2 separate regions of the Anas platyrhynchos genome follow, and region 1 is linked to region 2. The links are chromatin contacts, called in public Hi-C maps. All regions are on one chromosome and are shown on one strand. The core of a region is the stretch at or near the end of the contact, and the rest is flanking DNA. Distances in the headings are between cores, read along the strand shown.

Region 1 (4,701 bases), core at 2,077-4,576, 130 kb before region 2:
GCACAGCAGCATCTTTTTAAAACTATGCTCCATGTCCAGGCTTCTCATGCTAATCCTGTCTTCCCAGCATGAACTTTGGCTGCTTATTCTCAATAAATGAATAATTAACCTGAGAAACAATGAGCTAGATCTAGACTGCTTCATCTGCACACTGCAGCATTCCTGATATCTTGGCCTCAGGAATGTGTTAAACAGGGAAGGACGTGGGACTCATCCAGTTACGTGCTCCCAGATTCCTGACAGTTTTGTTTTTCAACCTATGAACAGGAGCACAAGCAGGAAAGGTTTGCTTATTGATCACTTCTGATCTGTGTAGGGAAATGGGGGTCCTGGCGGTTTTCTCCATGGCCACGAGAGGTCATTGCTGCTCTCTGCACATTCAGCCAGTGCCAAGCCCAGACCTAAATTCTGTGAGAAAGCTTCAACAAGGGGCTTGTTGGCAGTTCCTGCAACCCCATCTAGTGTAGCTTCACAAGCCAGCAAGTGATAAGAGATGGGAATGACAAACTGGCTGGGGAGGGATAAACTTCCTAAGCAGTTTCAAAGGTGCCTGATAGAAGGACGTGCCCAGCAGCCATTTACTGATGATTTGACTGAATCCTTGTGGCTTTTCTCTTCGATAAATATTGAGAGCTATTGACCAGTGCTCATCCACCTCTCTAGCGATGGGATGTGCTGCCAGAGCTCACAGTTTCCATGCAGAGACTTCAGGTACTAATCATGACCCACAGTATGGCAAATGCCTCTTCTACATTGCCCACCAGAGACGAGTGGGGAGTTGAGGGGACTGGGGGAGGTTTGGCAAACAGGACTGGGGAAGCCAGGGCCCCTCTGCATAGGCAGGTCGAGCTGTATAGATGCCTCTGAAATGGGAAGTGCTCAAGATGTAAAGGAGGACTCCAGCAAAAGCAGCATCCTCTTGCGTTCTTTAAATAGCCTGCGGGATTTTGCTAGGCAGCTAAGAAGGAGGGATGAAAAAGAAGGAACTATGGTTTCTGTGGTTTAGGAACGAAACCATAGCTGAAACAGGTGGGAAAAATTAACATACACAGAATGCCCATGTACGCACTAAACCAGCTTAGACCAATTCAATTTCTGGTCACTGCTGTCTGCCAGCATCGAGCCTGTTTATAAACCAGCCACAGCCCCTGCCTGTGCTGCCTATTCCGGGGCTGATACATAGTACAGATGTGCTTGCAAGTGGAGCTAGTAAATAGTTCCCTCGCTGGTGAGTGTTGCCTGCAGAAACGAGAGCACAAATCACTCATCTGTAGAAATAAATTTCCTGTTTCTTGGTGCTAGTGTTGATTCATGAACTAATATGAAGAACGGCAACCCCTCCCTTCGCTTCCAGTAATAACCACTGGGACTTCAAATCTGTGCTAATGGATTATTAATCCAATTACTGCTGCTATTATGTTACTTCTGTATCATCTGTGTGCAGTTTTGCTGTTCAAGTGAGGTGAATGGTATAAATACAAAGCCTCGAGCAGACCCTGGAAGATACTGAAATCCCACTGAGATGAAAGGCAGTCTCGAAATGGTTGTCTCAGGTTTCTGAGGACTGGCAATTAACGTGGTGAGGCTTGGTATTCGGTCAAGTGGTTTAAGATATTGTTACAGGGGAAATGGAGAAAATATCACGGCAGCTGTTGGATGTAACAACCCCCCGTGTAAGGGAAGGTAAATGGAAAAGGTACTGAAATTTCTTCTGGATTTCACTCTGCTTCAGTCCTACCACGGTACCTGATAGAGATTATCCAGAATGCTCCTGTTGCGCTCAGAAGGGAGCAATTTTTTCGTTAAGGAGTGGTGGGTACTGACTAATCTAGTAAGAAATTTCCCTCAGGTTGCTCAGCCTGTGTTGACAGACAGCTGTTTCTTCATTTTCCTTCAATCCGTGGGATCAGCCCGGGTATGCATTGGAGCTGAGTAGATAGATCATCGTCGTGAAAAGCTGATCTCCATTACTGAGATAAACCTGGAGAAATTCTGCTGAGGGGCTGTGCCCCTGGATTTGTCTCAGGGCAACGTTGCAGAATTTCTCTCTGCTGCGTGTGTAGCACAAACACCATTGGTACTTGAGTCACTAAGGGGAAAATGCAATAAAAATGGTTTGGGATCAGTCTCCTGGCTGAGAATTAGCAATGTAGGAGCAGGCGGGCGCAGCAGAGGTGTGGAGAATCCCTTAGGCCTGAAAGAAGGGCTATGTTTCAAATGCTATTGCAGGAAGATGAAAAATACATGTCAGCCAGGGACCTTGAGTGTGGCGTAGATGTGGAGTGTGTTTGGATTTGTCACAAGGGAGGAGCCCGTATAAACAAGCCACTCTGTGGCCAGATGGTTACCCCGAGCAGGAGGCTACTGCAGAAATTGCATTTGTGTGTTCTCCCATTGTCAAGTGGGAGCAGACGCAGACCTTTGACCAAGACACCCTGACCTCATCCTGCTGCCTCAACCCTCCTCTATTCCCAAGGTGAAGCGGAGAATGTACGAGGAACTAAAACATCTCCGGCGTCACGGGCTGTGCCCCGCAGCGTGGGGACCGCGTGTGCTGCACAGCTAACGGGTTGAACAAAGCGGGGTTTAACTCTGGCGTGGTACAGAATGGTGCACAAATAAAATTGTGTTTGTTTTATTGCCTCTTCCAGTGGCCTCTGTGGATGTTTTCGGTGTCAAGTTTTGCATATCCGCTGAAGCCAAGTCCTTTGTGCAGGCAGGACGACTGCTCCCTGCCTGCGGAGGAGCTGCTGGCGGGGCGTGCAGCTGCCTAGGTCGAGGTCTCCTCATCCTTCCACATCCCTGCGGGGAACGCAGGGTCCTGAGCTGTCCTGGGGTCTTAAATCCCTCATGGCAGGGGGGCTGTAGGTGGTCCGAGGGTCAGCCAGCTTTCCTTGACAGGCGGAGGAAGCCACTTGGGTGGCCTCGAACAGGGACAAGGGCTGTGCCGTGAGCTCTCCGGGCCCTTGGCTGTGCTCCGCGTAGGGGAAGAGCCCAACTTTAATCCTCAATTCGCACCATTGCGTGCTGTAATATGAACAAACACCTCTCCCACCTGCCCTTTCCACCTTCACCCCGTTCCCCTCAGCTCCCCCTCATCCTGAGGGACGCGGGGGCACCCCCTCAAACCCCACCGTGGCACCCCCATTCCCCTCACGGCTTCGCTCCCCATCCCCTCAGCGCTCATTATTCCCTCACAGCCCCCATTTCCCTCATTTTCTCCCCAATCCAAGCCCTATTTCTCCTCACAGCCTCGTGCCCCCCCCTCAGGGCCCGGCAGCGGGCGGGAGGCGGCGGCGATGGCGGAGGAGGGGCCGGAAGGGGCTGTGACCGCCTGCCGGCCGCGGGTTCCGCCATCTCCCTCCCCTCTCCCGGGGGTCTCTCCCCCCTCACCCTCCTCAGCTTTGTCCCCCTTCCTCCTGTCAGCCTCCCCTTCCTCCTCCTTTCCTCCTGCAGCCGGCCCCGCTCGGCCTCCCGGGGGTGCTGTGCGGGAGCCTCCCTGCAGGAGCCCGGCTGCAGCCCCCGCTCCTCCTCCTCCTCCTCCTCCCCGTGAGGAAGGCCGGGGGCAGGCAGCCGAGAGCGGGCCCAGAGCTGCTTCGACGGCCTCCATGGCCCCCCGGCACCCCCCCAGCTCGCCCCGAGGGAGAGGCACGGCAGGAGGCGAGGCGAGGCCGGGGGAGGCCGGAGGCCGCCGGGCTCTGAGGTGCCCCCGCCGGGCCGCCTGAAGCCTTTGGGGTGGTGGGTGGGGGGGTGCCGGCTGGTTGGCCTTGGCCGGCTCAATGCTATGCGAAAGAAAAGGAAAAAGAAAAAAAGGAGAACGAAGAAGAAGAAGAAGAAGAAGGAAAAAAAGGAGCCTCGACGCTGGTCGCTGGGGGGGGGAATGAGCGTTTCCTGCCCGGGGTGAGCCTACACGCGGGGTCTGGCGTGCGTGAGGTGACCTGACCCTGCTGCCCTCGGTGGAAGACACGCCGCGGACGGCGACGTGAAACTTCGGTGACACTTGTTTGGTGACACTTGTTAGGATCGGAACTCTTTAACTTTCCTTTTTTTTGTTTTCGTCAAGCCACCTAAGAAGCCTTGCTGCTGTCACCGAAAGCGTTGGGAGACGCCGTGCTTGCCTTGGGTCTTTGCCTCAAGTGACTTTATTACGTGGTGAGTGCAGCCAGCACGCCCACCTGAAGCGAATTCTCCTTCAGAGCTCCTTCCCAGCCTGGAAGATCGGGGGTCACGGACTTTGCTGAAGCTTCTCGTCCTGGGAAAGGCTGCCCATAGCTGCTTTATGGGGCAGCAGCCTGGAAAAGTTCTTGGGGACCAAAGGAGGCCAAGTCTGCCCGCCCTGCACTTTATCAAAGGAGCAGGGAAGAAGGAGTCATCGAGGCATGGGGGCCCGCACTGTAACGTCTTCGTCGAACATGGTAAGGTGTTTCAGCTGGTTTTTCTCTTGGTTTAATTTTGATTTACCCACATGGATGTGGCATGTGTTTGCTGAAGTGCATAGTGCAGGTACAAAAATGCTGTTCTTCATGGAAGTCTTTTGTTTGCTCTCCCTTCGTGCTTAAGGTGAATCTTCTGTGATTGTTTCTTATGAAATTACTCCACGTGCATCAGATTACTCAAAACCTGGGCTGTGATTCTGCTAAACATGGAATACAAGGAAGTAGCTCTTTAACGTCCTACAAGCTTCTCATTCTTGCCCTGGAT
Region 2 (5,136 bases), core at 1,543-4,042:
CTTAGGACAGGGTCAAACCTAAGCTGTCAGCAGGAACGCGCTCTGCAGATAACCCTGCAGCCAATATCCTGCTGGCTTCTACCAGAAATTAGATTAGCAGTGGGCAGGAGTTGTCTTCAGGTAGGAGCTGTTTGACTGCTGGCTGCAAGGCAAAGACAAGAACCCTCTACAGGATGCTATAAACCAAAGGCTGACAGACTGGAGGAGTCTGGCAATCCTGGTGGATAAACCCATGTGAAAACCGAGGTACTTGGAAGCTAAAGAAATGAGTTCTGCCAAGGCTCTCTTTCAGCTGAGGGAAAGCCACTGACCCGTTTAGCCTTAGATCTTTCCCCCTGCCCCTTTCTGGTTTGCTCTGCTTTTTCCTTGGCCTCTGAGACTTGTTGATCAACCATAGCAAGAGAGGCAAACAGCAAGGTAAGTCACATCCCTGATCTGAAAAGGGGCAAACTGCAACCCTATTCTGGGGAGGGGAGCCCAACACCAGCACATGAGGATGATTAGAGCTAATCTATGGTTGTCTTCCTAATAAATCTCCGCTTAAGTCTCTGACCAGGAGCATAATCTCTGAACAGGTAGTTGTCTTGTCCGTCAGGTGTAGAAACAAGCCTGCTGTTACGCCTTTGCAGCCCCTCAGGAAGGCTTAGGGGGAAACAGAAGCTTCAAGTGAAAGGAAGCTGGGTGACCAAACTCTGAGCCCTGCAAGATTTTTCCAGACCAGCTAAGGATGAGGATCTTTCTTCATGCAGCTGCTCTTTCTGATTTTGCAGACTTCTCTGCATGTGTTTCAGCTTGGTCCCGTGGGACTATTGGGCACATTTTCCTGCTATGTAAGCCCTCAAGCTTGCAAAGAGTGGCTGTAAATGCAGAGTAAGAGCTGGGACCAGGTGTAGCTGGGACTGTGCTATCCACGCTCTGGTTATTGCAGTGATTCTTGCTCTATACACAACTTCTGGAATCCAGATGTTTGCTCTTTGCCCTTCCCCATTTTTTTTCTTAAATGTTCTTGGCAGCTTTTAACTTTTTAAAATCACAGTTTAATAAATTTTAAAGGAAAATACAGATGATTAACTCTACTAGGCTTATTGTTCCTGCCAAAGGCTGCACTTTTATTTAAAAAAAACATTCTCACTACTGTTTGCATGAAAACCAAAACTGCAATGGAGAGAGAAAAATTGTAAGAGCAGCACCAGTCTACTTTGAAGACTGAAAATAAATCTTTTGAAGCTATACTGTGTGTCAGTGTGTTTAGTTTAGCTTTTCGGAGGCTTGGTCCAAATGATTGGCTGCAGATTAGTTGAGCTGTTTTCCAAGTTGGTTAATATAAACCCTTAAATAGATCTTGGTTTGCACTGCCTTGATCTGATCTTTATCTGTGTAATAACTGACCGAATGCCTTTGGGTTTGTGTTACAAAATGCAGAGGCCACCTCCTGAAAGCCAGCCTCTGATTTTCTCTAAAGAAAACAGGTGGGAGTGCTTGTTTTAAGGAATGACTTGTTTATCAGGAGCAGACACTTGCAATGCTTCTCATGTAAGATTACTTTTTTTCATGCTCTCTGCTCTTGAAGCAATTGCCTGAGGTTCTTATCAGACGTGAGTTATCAAAATGGAAACCGGGCTTCCTGGGGGAATGAGTGGGTATGCTTTATCCACGTGTTCTTCAAAAGGACAGAACTGCCCTGAGATCACAGCCCTGTCTGCTTTCCGCTGCCCGTTAGCCTCTAGGAATGCACCTGCATTTCTGTGCTGTGTGTGAAAGCTGCTGTTGTGTTAGAGGGGAAGAAGAAAAGGATCATGTGGGAATTTAGATGTGGTTTGCCACGCTTCAGGTCACTACCTGCACGTATCACTACTGTTACCTCTGTGGAAGTCCATGTCTTTCTGATCTTAGATAAAATGCAGTGCAAGCTCCTGGAGCTGGGAACAGCCTTTTGTGCTGTGTCTGTGTCACCACAGGGCTAAGCGTTGGGGTGATGTGCTCCCTGGGTGGGAGGTGACCCTGTGAGCTTCAGCTGGGAGGAAGCGAGGAAAGACACGTGGATATTAGGAAAAACTTCTTTACTGAAAGGGTTAGGCATTGGAATGGGCTGCGCAGGGGAGTTGGTGAGTCACCATCCCTGGAGGTCTTTACAAGATGTTTAGATGTAGAGCTCAGTGATATGGTTTAACAAAGGACTTGTTAGTGTTAGGTCAGAGGTTGGGCTGGGTGACCTTGGAGGTCCCTTCCAACCCAGATAACTTCATGAAGGACAGCTGGGCCTTGCTCTGACCAAGAGCTACTTTCCTGGGGCCTCAAAGCACCATAAGGGTGCCTTCCCTTCACAGTGCTTCATCGTTTCCACCTCAGCGTGTGCCTGGTGGTGCACAAGGACCAGCCTCAAGCACCAGACCACATTTACCCCCATGAAGGGACTGGGGTTTCCTTGGGGCTCCAGTGCTGTTGGACCCATAAAAGCAGCACCACAGCCCCGTGGAGGTTGATGGGCTGGGAGGGAAGGCTCCGGCTTCGTTGGCAGCCAGATCTGTGCCAACGCCTGGCCCCGGTGGGTCCCTGAGGGCTGTGGGGTCCCCTCAGCGCCATGGGGTCCCCTCGTTGGGGTCCCCTCATTGGGGTCCCCTCATGGCTTTGGGGTGTGCCCTGCAGCAGCCCCCCGCCCATAATCAGCACAGACCCGACTCAGGAACACCCAAACAGCACAAATTTATTAACTTTGATTAACCACAGCCTCGGCATCCCCCCCCACCCCCAGCAGCCGCCCCTTATTTTCCCCTCCGCCCCCCCTCCCTTGGAGGACTCCTCCCCCGGATCATAGAGTAGCGCGGCTAGAGCGGCCCCGCCGGAAGCGGAAGCGAGCGGAGCTTCCCCGGCGGCGGCGCTGAGGCGGCGGGGGCCGGGCTGGAGCCATGGGGGACGACATGAACGTGATCCCCGAGCGGGAGATGAAGGCAGGGCGAGGGCCGGCAGCCAGCAGCCTGTGGAGAGTGGGGGGGCGGCCCTGGGCACGCAGGGGGTGGCAGGCTGCCGGGGGGGAGCGGTTATGGGGGGCTTGGGGGGGTTCGGCCTAGGCTGGGGGGGGGCACCGGGGGTGGGGGAGGGGCTGGGGGGGGCTTTTGGGGGGGATCCTCAGGGGTTTGGGGGTGTTTGTGGAGGGCTGGGGGGAGAGGCTGGCTTGGGGTGTGGTGGAAAGTGGGTTTGGGGGAGCCTGGGGGCAGGAGGGGCTGGGGGCTCTGCTGGGTTTCTTCTGAGCTGCAGGGGGAGGCTGTTGGGGAGCAGGGAGGGGGTTCTGAGGTCTCCTGGGGGGTTCTGAGGTCTCCTGGGCGGGCCTTCTGTGGGGAATCTGCTTTTGGGAACAGTGCTGGCTGTGTGTGTGGTTTTCTGCCTTTGGGCAGCACGAAGCCGAGCATTGCTGCCAGCCCAGCCTGCCCGTGTGTGTCCCAGGCTGTGTGAGCAGGACGGGGCTGTTTGTGCAGGCTGCTCGAGCCTGTGTGGATTTGTGCAGCTGCTTCCTGCTCAGGCACCTGGGCTGCTCGTTTTGCAGAGGGTTCTGAGCTCCTGCAGTCCTCCTAGGTTGCAGAAATGCATTTACTCCATGCTTTTTTTTTTTTTTTTACTCCATTTTTGGCAAAATGAACCAAAAACCTGAGGCTTGATTTGAATTAGTGGTGTTAGATAGAGTGCTCTAACTACACCTTGTGCGCTTTGTAGCTTTAAGGGAACAGGTTTTATTCTATCACATTTTATCTTTGCTATGTTCCCTTTTCTTTCCTTTTTTCCTCTTCTGTGACAATTGTCTAGTTTCAGGCATATTTCTGAGAGGAGTTAGATGCCTCAAGTTCAGCTCCTACAAGTTTTATGAAAACAGGCTGTTGGGTAGAAGAGAGACACACCAGGCAAAACTGCTGTGTGATCTCTGTATTACTTAGGGAAGACAGAAAAGGTGATAGGTTGGCCAGTGGTAGCATGGATGTGGGTGTTCTGCAGCTCTTGTGGAGAGACTTTCAGCTTATTGTCTTAGAGAAACCGAAGTGAAGTCTTCCTCTTCGTCTGCACGCGTACAGCTATGTCTGCTCTCTCCCACAACAGGATTTTCAGTTCAGAGCACTGAAGAAGGTCCGCATCTTCGACGCTCCTGACGATCTCCCCAAAGAGCGCTCCAGCCTCCTCGCCGTGTCCAACAAGTACGGGCTGGTCTTTGCTGGTGGGGGAACCAGCCTGCAGATCTTCCAGACCAGGAATCTTCTCATGCAGAATCAGCTGGGAGAAGATCCCAATAAAATCGGTGAGGCGCGTTTGTGGCTCGTGGTCGCTGCAGAGACAGCTTTGTGTGGGTTTCATGCTATGGAGCTCTTGGCTTCTGACACAGTCCTCGTTGTGGTCTTTGGCGCATTTGAAATTCCTGTGTTTTCTTGTATAAGAAGGCAGGGCCAGTATTTGCTGTGCCTCTAACTGAAATGAAGTAGAATCAGTGGGATCAAGCCACCAGGACGCTGGTTGTGCCTTTTCAGGTTCCAGTCACATTTGGGTACCTGCTCTTGTGGTAGCCAGTCTCTGAGCCGTGGGCATGTGTGTGCGTCAGGGATGTAAGCGAGTGGAGAGGGGGACACAGTTCTCACACCAGTTTCTCTGTTTGGACTGTCCTGCGAGAGAGGAAGCAGTGACTGTTCTGCCACCTCAAAACCAAAGTGCATTTGGTGGCATAAAAATTTGCTGGCAATGAAAACCACTTGGTTTTCATTCTCATCTTGTCCTTAGTAACTGTGCTACCCAAAGTTCCCATATGCACTGCAAGGAAAACCTAAAATACGTCTGCTTAGTTGTTCTTGCAGATTACTGAGGAAGGAAAGGGACATTTTCTTTTCTGAGAAATTTGAGAGACTCTGGAGATTGTATAGATAGAGATGAAGGGGTTTGCCTTCACTCAGTGCATTTGCTGCATCAGCTCTGACAGCTGCTGTTTGTAGGACTGTCTGTTAAGTGACTTTTGCATAAACTTGTCCTTTCTGTGTTGTTTTAAAAGTTTTTGCTCTTTAAATTTGTACACTTCATCCTATCTTACTTGCCTTTTGTGTTTCAAGTGGAGAATGTCCAGAGTACCGTAGTTCCCCTGAAGTTCCCTGTGCAGCACTTGGCTCT

What was found. A called contact is a pair of places that touch in the nucleus more often than the background predicts.
Region 1: a contact with region 2 is called in a Hi-C map of subcutaneous adipose tissue, with 1.9 times the contacts expected there. The contact joins the promoter of ABL1 here to the promoter of NUP214 in region 2. A contact is called at or near these places in 2 of 8 Hi-C or Micro-C datasets (skeletal muscle and subcutaneous adipose tissue).

The regions. Positions count from the first base shown.
Region 1 is chr18:10,245,062-10,249,762 of IASCAAS_PekinDuck_T2T, reverse strand. It overlaps ABL1 (ABL proto-oncogene 1, non-receptor tyrosine kinase), which reads left to right and starts at 3,326. Exons shown (of 12, transcript XM_027471158.3): 1 at 3,326-3,900; 2 at 4,064-4,415. The coding sequence starts at 4,280.
Region 2 is chr18:10,115,986-10,121,121 of IASCAAS_PekinDuck_T2T, reverse strand. It overlaps NUP214 (nucleoporin 214), which reads left to right and starts at 2,792. Exons shown (of 36, transcript XM_072025461.1): 1 at 2,792-2,948; 2 at 4,087-4,282; 3 at 5,079-5,136. The coding sequence starts at 2,907. It overlaps AIF1L (allograft inflammatory factor 1 like), which reads left to right. Exons shown (of 5, transcript XM_027470841.3): 5 at 1-1,230.